4 separate regions of the Mus musculus genome follow, and all the other regions are linked to region 4. Evidence: chromatin contacts called from public Hi-C and HiChIP or PLAC-seq data. All regions are on one chromosome and are shown on one strand. Each heading gives the region's core, a stretch centred on a gene start, on an enhancer-like site or on the middle of the called end of the contact. The rest is flanking DNA. Distances are from core to core; before and after follow the strand shown. Region 1 has its middle 9.2 kb from the start of Gm24753. Region 2 has its middle 11 kb from the start of Gm35933. Region 3 holds the start of Apol8 (apolipoprotein L 8). Region 4 has its middle 23 kb from the start of Gm41352.

The links. Hi-C and Micro-C count contacts between places; a contact is called where the count stands out from the background. HiChIP or PLAC-seq counts read pairs in DNA pulled down with a chosen protein or histone mark.
Region 1: an H3K27ac HiChIP or PLAC-seq map of embryonic stem cells shows a contact between it and region 4, with 12 read pairs. The contact joins two enhancer-like sites. A contact is called at or near these places in 15 of 39 promoter capture datasets (the 3T3-L1 cell line, 3T3-L1-derived adipocytes, HPC-7-derived erythroid cells and 10 more), 2 of 15 datasets of contacts at CTCF or cohesin (the NIH/3T3 cell line and embryonic stem cells), 7 of 484 Hi-C or Micro-C datasets (the N1E-115 cell line, embryonic stem cells and nephron progenitors), 17 of 115 datasets of contacts at active chromatin or transcription factors (the NIH/3T3 cell line, craniofacial prominence, embryonic forebrain and 8 more) and 2 of 9 other capture datasets (adipose tissue and embryonic stem cells).
Region 2: an H3K4me3 HiChIP or PLAC-seq map of forebrain shows a contact between it and region 4, with 4 times the contacts expected there. The contact joins two enhancer-like sites. A contact is called at or near these places in 2 of 15 datasets of contacts at CTCF or cohesin (the NIH/3T3 cell line and embryonic stem cells), 1 of 484 Hi-C or Micro-C datasets (CD8 T cells) and 18 of 115 datasets of contacts at active chromatin or transcription factors (the NIH/3T3 cell line, craniofacial prominence, embryonic basal ganglia and 8 more).
Region 3: a contact with region 4 is called in a Hi-C map of the N1E-115 cell line, with 7 times the contacts expected there. The contact joins the promoter of Apol8 here to the enhancer-like site in region 4. A contact is called at or near these places in 2 of 39 promoter capture datasets (both in the 3T3-L1 cell line), 1 of 484 Hi-C or Micro-C datasets (the N1E-115 cell line) and 2 of 115 datasets of contacts at active chromatin or transcription factors (pancreatic cancer cells and vascular smooth muscle cells).

Annotation. Positions count from the first base shown.
Region 1 is chr15:77,057,164-77,060,005 of GRCm38.p6, reverse strand. No RefSeq gene overlaps it. Among named protein-coding and RNA genes, the nearest start is that of Gm24753, 9.2 kb to the left of the region's middle. Within about 2 kb of position 1,260, at least 42 of the 459 cell types and tissues checked have an H3K27ac peak or open chromatin away from gene starts, as enhancers often do. A contact at or near this core is called in the NIH/3T3 cell line, adipose tissue, embryonic stem cells and 1 more, where this site is marked.
Region 2 is chr15:76,997,673-77,000,372 of GRCm38.p6, reverse strand. No RefSeq gene overlaps it. Among named protein-coding and RNA genes, the nearest start is that of Gm35933, 11 kb to the right of the region's middle. Within about 2 kb of position 1,277, at least 32 of the 459 cell types and tissues checked have an H3K27ac peak or open chromatin away from gene starts, as enhancers often do. A contact at or near this core is called in forebrain and kidney, where this site is marked.
Region 3 is chr15:77,753,885-77,756,584 of GRCm38.p6, reverse strand. Apol8 (apolipoprotein L 8) reads left to right here and starts at 1,312. Exons shown (of 4, transcript NM_001081970.2): 1 at 1,312-1,397.
Region 4 is chr15:77,335,208-77,337,907 of GRCm38.p6, reverse strand. No RefSeq gene overlaps it. Among named protein-coding and RNA genes, the nearest start is that of Gm41352, 23 kb to the right of the region's middle. Within about 2 kb of position 1,302, at least 189 of the 459 cell types and tissues checked have an H3K27ac peak or open chromatin away from gene starts, as enhancers often do. A contact at or near this core is called in the N1E-115 cell line, the NIH/3T3 cell line, adipose tissue and 5 more, where this site is marked.

The DNA.
Region 1 (2,842 bases), core at 11-2,510, 280 kb after region 4:
GCCTGGAACTCAGAAATCCACCTGCCTCTGCCTCTGCCTTCCAAGTGCTGGGATTAAAGTCGTGCACTACCACGCCTGGCTTTACATTATGAATCATAACAGTCACAAAATCATAGTGATGAAGTAGCAATGAAATAATTTTATATTTGGGGGTCACCACCACATCATTAGGAGCTGTGTTAAAGGGCCACAGCATTAGGAAAGCCCAGAGCCAGTGGTTTAGATGCTAATGTTACCGAAAGAGATGACAGATTCAGCCAACACCTACCAGAAACCCAACAGATGTTTTTGGCAGAATGCAAAACTCTCTTAATGCTGTGATAAATGTCAACTCAGAGAAGGAAGGGTGTTTGGTTTCTAGTTCCAGGGTCCACTATTGTGAGGAGACACAGCAGCATCCGGAAGTGGCGAGCTTGAAAGAGTAGTAAACTCAATGCTCCAAGGTATGCTAATCATAAAACAGATTGCAACATTCCTTCCTCCACCCACCCGCTTCCTGGGTTCAAAGAGTGTTCATTCAAAGAAAGTCACCCTGACCCACCCTGACCATTGCTGGAACCCACTATGCAAAGGTGCTATTGCTAGGGGCTCTTAGATTATTAGGGGCTCTTAGAAACTGTCTTGAGAGATAACCTGACACTTGTGACTTTGTACTTCCTTGTGACTCTTAACTGGTATTTTTGGTATTTTCCATCAACGCCCTTCCCATCTCCTTGAGTTGTGGTTCCTTCCTTTAAATACCCCCTTACTCAGCTACTCGGGGCGCCACAGTCCTCTACCCCTGCGTGGTGGTTGACCGTGGGCCCGAGAGTGCTCTTGAATAAAAATCCTCTTGCAATTTGCAGCAAGACCGTTTCTCTTTGGTGATTTTGGGGTGTCACCTCTCCTGAGTCAGAACGTGGGGGAGTCCTCACGTTGTGGGTCTTTCAAGCTCACCTCTTCTAATGCTAGCACAAGCTGAGAAGAAAATGAGTAAGAACAACTGAAGCTGACTCAACGCGGCACAGTACAGAATTCTATCAATTTATTTATTTGTGCTTGCATTTTGAAAGGACTGAGCCAGGCTGAGTCCATGACAGGCTTCAAACTGACAGTTCAGGTGAGTAGGCCTAAGTTTCTGTTTCCCAGAATTGAGCAAGTTTGGGAAAGTCAGTCTCTGGGAAAAAAAAAAAAGAAAAAAAAACACAGTCCCTGGGCAGCCAATCAGAGGCTGTCCAGACACTTAGCCTGAGGCAAGAGCAATGAGTCAGCAACAGTTTCCAGGCTTCCCCAGCAACAGTTTCCAGGTTTCCCCAGCAACAGTTCTGGATTGTCCCCAGAGCCCTAGCCAATCCCAAAGACACCCATACCCCTAGTGACCAGACCAACCAATCAAGATAAAGGTTACCCACTCCCTCCCTGGAATCCCCTAATCTGCTTTAAATGGAGGCTGTGAGTTCACCTGGGCCTCTCCATCTGAGTGAATGGTAGACCCCTGAATACTATTTGAGTCTCGGATATCATTCTTCACCCTTACAATTTGTTAGTTCATTGCTTTTTTTTTTTTTTAATGGTTTTTTGAGACAGGGTTTCCCTGTGTTACCCTGGCTATCCTGGAACTCACTCTGTAGATTAGGCTGGTCTCAAATTTAAACGATCTGCCTGCCTCTGCCTCATGAGTGCTGGGATTAAAGACATGTGCTGACACTACCCGACTTCATTCGTTTATTTATTTGATCGTTTGTTTCAAACTCATATGTGGGTGTTCTGAGTCACATGGGTCGATCAAAGAAAGAGGTACTCCAGAGTGTAATCGTGCTCTGAGGCAGCAGAGAGGAACAGTCTCAATGAACTGAACCTGGAACAGATGTACAGACGCACATCCATTGAGTGTTACACAGTTTGTTTTGGTTTTTTTGGTGGGGGATAGGGGAACACATTTCTCATACTAAAGCCCCTCATCTGATCTGTTATGTTTTGTGAAGAAAAACACCATGCCCCTGCAACTTCAATCCTTACTGTGCACTGTCTGCAGTGCCCAATAATGCAAGACATTCCGTCTTGTGACCAAAGTCACCCATGGCTGTAAAGCTCCTTCAGGAAAACAACATCATAGATAATGGAAGACAAGCACTGTTCTATAATGATTCTTTCAGGGTCAAAGTACTTCTGAAAACAACTCTTCATTCTGATATCTACCCTAGGTACATTGAAAAACAGCCTTTTCATTCTGATGTTTACCCTAGATACACTGATTCCACTAGAATTCCACTCCCCTGTAGGTCTCAGGAGTTATAAACAAAGCCCCCACCCCACAGTGCTGTAGGCTCATCTCTCCCTACTTCTCATAGCTCCCAGGGCTGTAGGACACAGCACTGATGTGGTATCTGTGAGCATTCTGTCTAAGCTCTGCCCCACAGTTACCTGGCAACAGCCAGGTAGGCCTGACCCACTCTAAAAGGGGCTGCTCCCTAGTTCTCGCTTTCTTGCTCTTCTCTTGCTCTCTTGTTCTTTCTCTGCTTCCCTTTCCCCCTCTCCACGTGCTCATGGCTGGCCTCTAATCCTCTACCTCTCTACTTCTCTACTGTCTCTCTCTCTGCCTTTCTCTGCCTCTACAAACCTCTTAACTCCCCTCTCCATGCCCTGAATAAACTCTATTCTATACTATACCATTATGTGGCTGGTCCTTCAGGGGGAAGGGATGCCTCAACATACACCTGCAGAGGCACCCCTTCCCCCACACCTCCATAGAACATACCTTGCCCCTTTATCTTTTATAAACGTCAGCATCCGTGAGGCCCTGCTTCCATTACTGTCTCCTTGTGGGTTCCTCTCCTCCCTTTCAAGGAGAAGTCTTTATCTT
Region 2 (2,700 bases), core at 28-2,527, 340 kb after region 4:
CCCCACTTCTTGCTTTGGATGCAAGGACATAAGACATCCAGCAAAGAGGTGTAGCCCTGCAGAGCAAGAGCTGTGTCTATTACCTGCCTGCTATGTGCTCTGGTATGTCCCTCAGTTTTCCCATCTATTTAATGGGCCATGCATTACAAACTAAGTAGCACATGAATGTACTCAGCACAATTGGGCTCAGGGATTTGGGAGCTCTACTGTCTGGGTTAAATCCTGGTTCTATGACTTTGAAAGCCGTATGACCTTGCTCAGGAGACCTAAGCTCTCATAGCCACAGTTTCTCAGCCGGACACAGGGTTGCGTGGAGGGCCAAATACAGACATGATGCTAGTGCTGGAACACTCTTTCTACTCATCCTCAACCAAAACAATCTGTTAAAATAGGTGTTGCTAAAATTCCTTCCCCTGGGAAGACTTAAGCAACATCTACCCTTTCTCCTAAGGTCCCAACGACAAACCAAGGCACAATTCCACCAAGTTCATTCCAAGGAACCGAAGACTTAATTGGGCATCTTTCCTGAGCCTAGGTAAGGGAATTCCTTACCTGTATATAATACTCCTCCCACAAGCACTGCACCTGAAAAGCGTTACCTAGCAGGGATGAGGTTTTCCCACGTGGCTCCACTCGAGTCTTCCCCCACACGCATGTAACCCCAGGGATCATACTCTATTTCTTTTTACATACTCTAACCCTTCCCCAAGGCCCCACATAGAGTTGTCCGTCAGTAGGGAGGAGCAGTTGGAAGCTGTGAGTCCGAAGGTGGGGGTCGAGGGTCTAAACTATCAGCAAGCCTGCCCGGAATAATCTCAGGCAAGGAGACACAGCTGAACGGCCCAAGATGGCCGTCTCTCAGATCAAAGGACAGCCAGTCACATCAAGGGGAGGGGGGAATAAGTAAGGCTCAGAGAGGTAAAGAACTGGCCTGCGGCCAATCGGCCAGGAGAGACTGGACTGTATCCAAGTGTCCTGAGGCGGGCAGCAGCGATTGGTTCTCACAGGGGCCCGGACCTTACTTGTTCCCATGCCCCGCTCTGGCACACAGTGGTCTAGATTTTATTCCTGTCCTATCTGGTCACTGAGCTCCCTTGATATTTCAAACCCCAGGGGCTTCTGTGTGGCACTCCCAGTCTGAGGGCTCCTGAGCCTCCAGAGATCTTCAGGGATAGTTGTGCATCACCGCACGATCCCGATTCCTCATCCCAGCCCGCCACGGGGAGAAGCAACCAAGCTTCCCTGCACAGCGCCCCCACAGTCTCTGCTCCCTTAGGGCACAAGGGATGCCCGAGGGTGGCATGGGCGGGGAGTCGGGGAGGGCAGGAGCTACTCTTGGCTGTCTGGCAACCCTCCCTCCTGGCAGCCAGCTCCCGGCGGCTGCAGCCCCAGCTTACAGTGGCTTTGAGCACACTGGGAAAACAGAGGCACCTCATGTCCCCCGGTCACAAACTGCTTTTCCACTCTCAAAGGGGACAATTGTTCTGACCTCCTGGGACCGTGAAGGTGACAGGAGTATGTATGTAAAGTCCCCAGTGCCACTGACTCTGAAGACTTTCAGCTCCTTTCCCCCTACAATGGAAAAGAGCCTGCGGGAATCCCTAAGCCGGCCGGCCGGCAGCATCCATTAGGAGACTCCAGGGCACTGGCTCTCAACCTGTGGGTCACGACCCCTTTGGGGTGGGGTGGGGTAAGCATATCTGATATTCTGCATATCAGGTCTTCACATGATGATTCATAACAGTAACAGATTTAGTTATGAAGTAACAATGAAATAATTTTATGGCTGAGGGTCGGCACAACATGAGGAACTAACTATATGGAAGGGTCTCTTGGGGCTTGAGAGGCAGAGGCCAGGATCTTTTCCATACCATGCATTTGGATTCATTCCATCCCAATTCCAACACATACCTGCTGAGCCTACTGGTTCAGATCCAGTGCTGATATTGCAATAGTGAGCATATTGATTGATGTTGGTCATAGGTGCTGCAGTAGAGAGAGAAGCTCACCAAAATGCTAAGACTTCGTTTCCAAAGGAGCAGAGGAGTTCAGCCTTCTTGGGAAAGACTGACACCCAAGTAGCTCACTCCGGTTATTTTATTCAAACATTATACAAGGTTAATTGGGGCTGGGAAAGATTCCAGCTGCCAAAGTTATCTTGCCCTTGCTTCCAGTGTGAGCAGACAACTATTAAGGCCTAGGTAAATTATTAAGGCCCTAGATAGAATGTTAAGGCCTAGGTAAAATGTTAAGGCCCAGGTAACTGTTACATGGCTAGCCTACCATTATAAGGAAATGTTCTCATATTTTTCTGCTGTTACTAGGGAAGTTTCTAATGCCAAGTTGATTACATGTTCTGTTATGTTCTGTGTCCTTGAAAACCAATCAGGATGGAAGTCAGTGGAACTGCTTGTACCCACAATAGGCTTGACCCCAGTCAACCACCCAGCAGCAATTCCTGCACTTGTGTATACGTTTTTACGGTAGAAGCTGCCCCTGGGGTAGACCTTAACATAAGAGAGACACCTGCACCGATATAAGAGACTATGTGGAATAAGGCGTCCATTTTGAGTCACGGTCACGTAAAGTTTAAGTTCCCAAGACCTCCCTGGGAACAGACATCCTACTTGGCAGAAAGAGACATGTATGTGGATAACTGACATCCTGGTTAGCAAGGCATGAATGTTAGACAAGGCAAGC
Region 3 (2,700 bases), core at 63-2,562, 420 kb before region 4:
AATTATAGAAAAAAAATGATCCCAAAATTACCAGAAGCAAAAAGGGGGATTATGAGTGCCACATGTCAGAATGTTTATCTTAGTTTGAATCTTGGCTCTGCCTCCCTGGTTGTCTGACAGGGACTAAATCTGGCTCCTAAAGATGTGGACAGCCCAAAAGCTCTCATCCAATTGTCCTTTTGGGCATCACTCTGTTTCAGGGCCTATGGGGGGCGAGGAAACTGAGGGCCCAGTCAGTAGTGGGGTGATTTGCCAAGGGCAGACTAGTCAGCTGGATCACAGGCTCACATCTCCCCTGACTCCTGTTATCAGTATGTGAGGGATGAAGGCAGAAAGCAGGAGCTGTCCTGGGTGTCTGGATAGGCAAGGACACAAGGTGTGGGGACTAAGAGGGGCACATTGCCAAACACCATCCCCAGAGCAATACCAGCTCTGCAATCCTAAGATCACTGAGTAGACCATTGGGTGTGAGAGAGAGAGACTCTGAGTGTGCAGAAACGCACAGGCTAATTCCGTAGAAATTCTAGTCTCCCCATATAGCCAGGTCTGGCTCTAAACCTATCATCTTTTCATCTAAGCTTCTTCCTGAGTGCTGAGATTCTAGGTTTGTGCCACCAATGTGGCCTTTTAAGGTCCCACTTAGTGCTTCAGTCTCAGAGTAAATGGGCCAGCATGGGTCTCCACTCTGCCCACCAGGAACCTGTGTTTTCAACCGATGGATACATCACCTGTGCTGTTGACCCCCCCAAGGCCACTGCCCACCTGTGGGGTGGGGTTAGAGTCTCTACAGTGGGAGCCAGGTGCCACAGCCACTGTGGGAAGATGAAGGGGCAGAAAGAACAGGAGTGTCCCATTGTGGAGTGGGAAAGTCTCACTACAGGGTCAGCCACAGCAAAGACACGGAGGTGTCATGGTCACTGAGGCAGGATAGACTTGAAGGTGTATGTATGATAGAAGCAGGGGCTGGTTGGGAGGGGGGAGACTGCAGTGGGCTTGAGGCCTGGAGTGCTGACTAAAGGGGATTCAACTTGACCCTGAGAGATCATCAAGGACCCCTTAGAAGGAGCAAGGTGTCTTCCCTCCCTCCCTCCCTCCCTCCCTCCCTCCCTCCCTCCCTGCTCTGAGGATGCCCTGAAACCATCAGAAGGGATGGGGTTGGAGGGTTGCTTTGCGCAACTCTGCTCGGGTTCCAGCTGGGAAGAAGAGGGCTCCTATCAGGGCTGCACAGCCAGCCAGGAGCAGGGCAGGGCAGGGCAGGGCAGGGCAGGGCAGGGCAGGGCAGGCCTGGGCAGGGCAGGGCAGTCCTTCCCAGAACAGCCTTTCTGTAAACTGAGTCACAGCCCCCATCAAGAGGTCTACCATGCCCACATCAGCACCCAGCTGCAGCACAGGACCAGGTCAGTGCAAGGCTTTCCTGAGGGGCCAAAGAATGGAGACTGGGGACTTTTCCTTGCCTATGAACGTCTTTGCCTGGGGGTGGGGAGTGAGTAGTCACAAGTATGACAACAATAACAAAATGGAGAAGATTTTATCTGCTTATGAAAGGAAAGAATATTAATGAACCATCTGAGAAGATATTGAGACATGCTCCCCTTTGTTGCTCTTGCAGGTGGTAGGTGCCTTGACAGAGCTCCATAGAGGTGAGGGGAGCCAGGCAAGTCTTGGTTAAATTAACCCTGTGGTAGTTAACCCTATAATGGGTTGCTGGACCAAACTTTTCTCAGTGTACCTTGTGTGCATGCAGAGCTGGGCAGTATAAAAAATGACAGTGAAGACAGAAAAGGGACAGACACACGTGTAAAGGCCACTTCATCTCATCTGGTGAACTGGGGGACATTTGCAGGCCTCTTGCTGTTTCTGCCAGGCCTTTGTGTGCCTGGAAAATACCACCAGAAACAATTCTTACTGTGCCCTCACACACACCATCCCAGTGGGACAGAACTACTTTTAGCTTTCTGCCTACAAAGTAAGTTAGTTATTTTAAGGTTTTTTTTTTTGTATTTTTCTTTTTTCTTTTTCTTTTATTTGTTTTGTTTTTATTTTTTAGAAATAGAGTGTCACTGTGTAGCCCTGGCTGGCCAGGAATTTGATCTGTTGACCAGGCTGGCTTTAAATTTACAGAGATCCACTTGCCTCTGCTTCCAGAGTGCTGGCATAAAGACATGTGCCACCACAGCAGCCTAGACTTATTTTTCAAATGTGTGTGTGTGTGTGTGTGTGTGTGTGTGTGTGTGTAAGGCAGAGGACAACTTGCAGGAGTGAGCTCTGTCTTTCCATTATGAGGGTCTGGGATTGAACTCTGCCCATCAGCCTTAGCCACAAGCACCCTTACCTACTGTACCATTTTGCCAGACCTCTAGACAGATCTTGAAGAGGTAATCTGAAAGGCAGACAAAGTTCTATTAAAGGAGAATGTCCTTTGCACTACTGTCTACATAAAGGATTGGCTATGACGTGAGGTTCCATGGTTAGCGATGGCAGATGGGCAGCCCAGAGCAAGTACTGAAACAAAGGCAGGAAGTGGCAGGATTCTAAGCCCTGGTTAGATTCAGGACCCTGCAGAAGCAAGGAGAGAGAGAGAGAGAGAAAGAGAGAGAGAGAGAGAGAGAGAGAGAGAGAGAGAGAGAGAGAGAGAGAGAGAAAGAGAGAGAGAAAGCGAGCCCTGGGCAGTGGTGAACTTGTACCCTGAAGGGCACAGGC
Region 4 (2,700 bases), core at 53-2,552:
GGAGAAATGTGGGCAGACCCCTGGAGAGCAGGGATGCTACAGAAACCTAGAAGGGGCTAGTCACAAAGGACACAGCCAAACATGCTCTAAGAGAGCAATGAGTCTCAGAATCCAGGGAGAATCTCATGAGGAAAGAAGTCGGAACTGCCCGGTGCAACGGCCACCATGCTGGGGCTGCTCATTCGGAGTCCCAGCATCATCGTCACATCACTGCCTCACCAGAGGAAGTCCTGCTGGCCTTGATAGCTTCAACCCCTACTAAAAACGTGGGTTCGGTTTAATTTTATGTTTTAAGGAGATGACCAGAGGAAAGAGAATACGGTGGTTGGTCCAGGTCCCGTTGGTAGGACAGGGGAACTTGGGGCGGGGGGTGGGGGGATGGGGCATACACATGAGTGAGATTACTGCAAGAAATGGGTTTATGTGTTTATCAGGGCAGACTGGGTAAATTCAAAATCTGCAGGGTGGGGAATGAAAGAGCTGGAAAGAGTGAGCACGCGCTAGTGCTGCTGTTCACAGCAGAATTCCTGCTGCTTCCAAGAGTCTCAGCTATTCTTAGATGACTCTTCCACTGAAGAACTGAGACCCACCCAGGTACTAGGTGTCTTAAAGTAAAAGAGCCATAAGCCAAGAACAATGCCTGCTGGTACCCCCAGAGTAACAGAGACAATGCCTAAAGCCTGGGCGTGTGGAGACTGCAGCCTAGCCGACTTCATGCCTAACACAGACCCCTGGAGTGGCGTAGGCCAACACCGTGTTGGGAGGAGCCTGGGGTACCACAGAAGTTCTGGGTTTGGGTGGGGCCTAGACGAGCTGCCAACCGTTTGGATCTGCTCTGCTGGCCTTGCAATGCTGTTCCATCTTGGTGAACTCGCTATGCCTCAGTTTTGCGGACTGAGAAATGGAGATAGTTACAGTGCTGTCTGTGGGACGGCTATGATGGGAATCAAAGGGACAAGAACGTGAAAGGGGCTTGAAACTAGACAACAAAAGCTCGTTGTACGACTTTGCTACCCCGAGCTCCTCACTAGGAAAGCGGTCCTGGGCTTGCGCGCGCCCCCTAGAGGAAAAGAAGAAGCAAGAAGGCATGAAGGCGTTCCTCTTTGGGAACCCTAGTCGCTTTGCTGTACGGCTTTGCAGAGCAGGCAGAAGGTTTCTTTTCTCCATCAGTTAAGGGATACTTGTGATGTATCACCACGGTCTCAAAACAGAGGTGGAGGCAGGCCACTACTCTTGCATCAGCAGGCAGGAACCAGCAGAGAGCCGCCTCCAGGGGGCGCGATGGAGCTTCTGCTGCGGTCGCGGGCCGGAGGCGCGGCTCGCCCCAGCGGGCTTCTGGGCGTTCTTGGAAAACCCTTGGAAAACACTGGACTTCCTGCCACGAAATGGGTGGGGACCGCAAGCATTTGCAATCCCGGGTAACACTGCGCCTGTAACTCCATTAGCACTGCCAGATTGGGGGACACCCATCACGTGGCCTGTCTGCTTTACGGGCCAGCCTGGATTTCTTGGAGCCAAGCTGGTTTCTCTTAGGTCCCTGGATGACCCAGGCTTACGTTTTTGATCTATTTGAATGTGTCTGTTGCCTTTTCCCTGCTGTAACCCAGGAGCGTTCCTTTAACTCAGCAGACCACACAGTGATGCAGGACAGACAGGGGGTCTTTCAGAGTCTGTAGGCGGTGGGAGCATGCAGGTCGTTGTTAGATGCTTCAGTGGCTGACCTTTGGCACAGCAGGCTAAAGGAAGGAAGAGGCTGAAGCAAAGGAGCTTTGGTTAAGACTCCCCAGCCAGGCGCCTGAACCAAAGCTGGTACCCTTGGACTCAGCCCTGCGTGGGCGCAGATGAGGCCGCTCTCATCCTGGACTCTTAAAAGCAATGGGAACCTCGCACACACAAATCCTCCAGAGGTCTCTTCCTAGCTAGAAAAGAAGCAGGCCAGGATCAGGAATGGAACCGGAGTCCTGGAAGCAAGCAGGAATGAAACCAGGTCTCCAATCCTGTTTCTACGAGTGCCTTCGTGACCTTGAATAATGCCAGTTCCATGACCCTCAGTCTCTCCTCGTTACAAGATGGGCTTGCTCTTGCAGAGGACCTGAGTTCAGCTCCCAGCACCCATGTGAGGCCTCACAACCATGTTTAACTCCAGTTCCAGGGAATTCAACATCTTCTTCCAGCCTCCACAGGCAACGTGCACACGTATATGTGATGTGCTGATATACAGGAAGACAAATATTCATACACATAAAAATATAAAAATATTGAAGGAAACCAAACCTTCAGGGTTTGGGTCATGGCTCAGTTACTAGAAAGCTTGCCTATCACGTGCTCAACCCAGGGTTCTGTCCCCAGCACCAAAATAAACCAGGGATGGTAGTGTACACCTGTAATTCCAGAGCTCTCGAGGCTGAGGCCAAAGGATCAGAAATTTGAGGCCAAAAATAAATAAATAAGTAGGAATAATTTGTGATCAGCTTTACTTAATTGTAGGTTTGAAGCCAGCCTGGGCTACTGAGAGCCTCGTCAAAAAACCACCTCACCCACCTTCCTCCATCAGTGGTTCAGCTACCTTCTTTTTTTTTTTTTTTTTTTTTTTTTTTTTTTTTTTTTTAAAGATTTGTTTATTATATGTAAGTACACTGTAGCTGTCTTCAGACATTCCAGAAGAGGGCACCAGATCTCGTTACAGATGGTTGTGAGCCA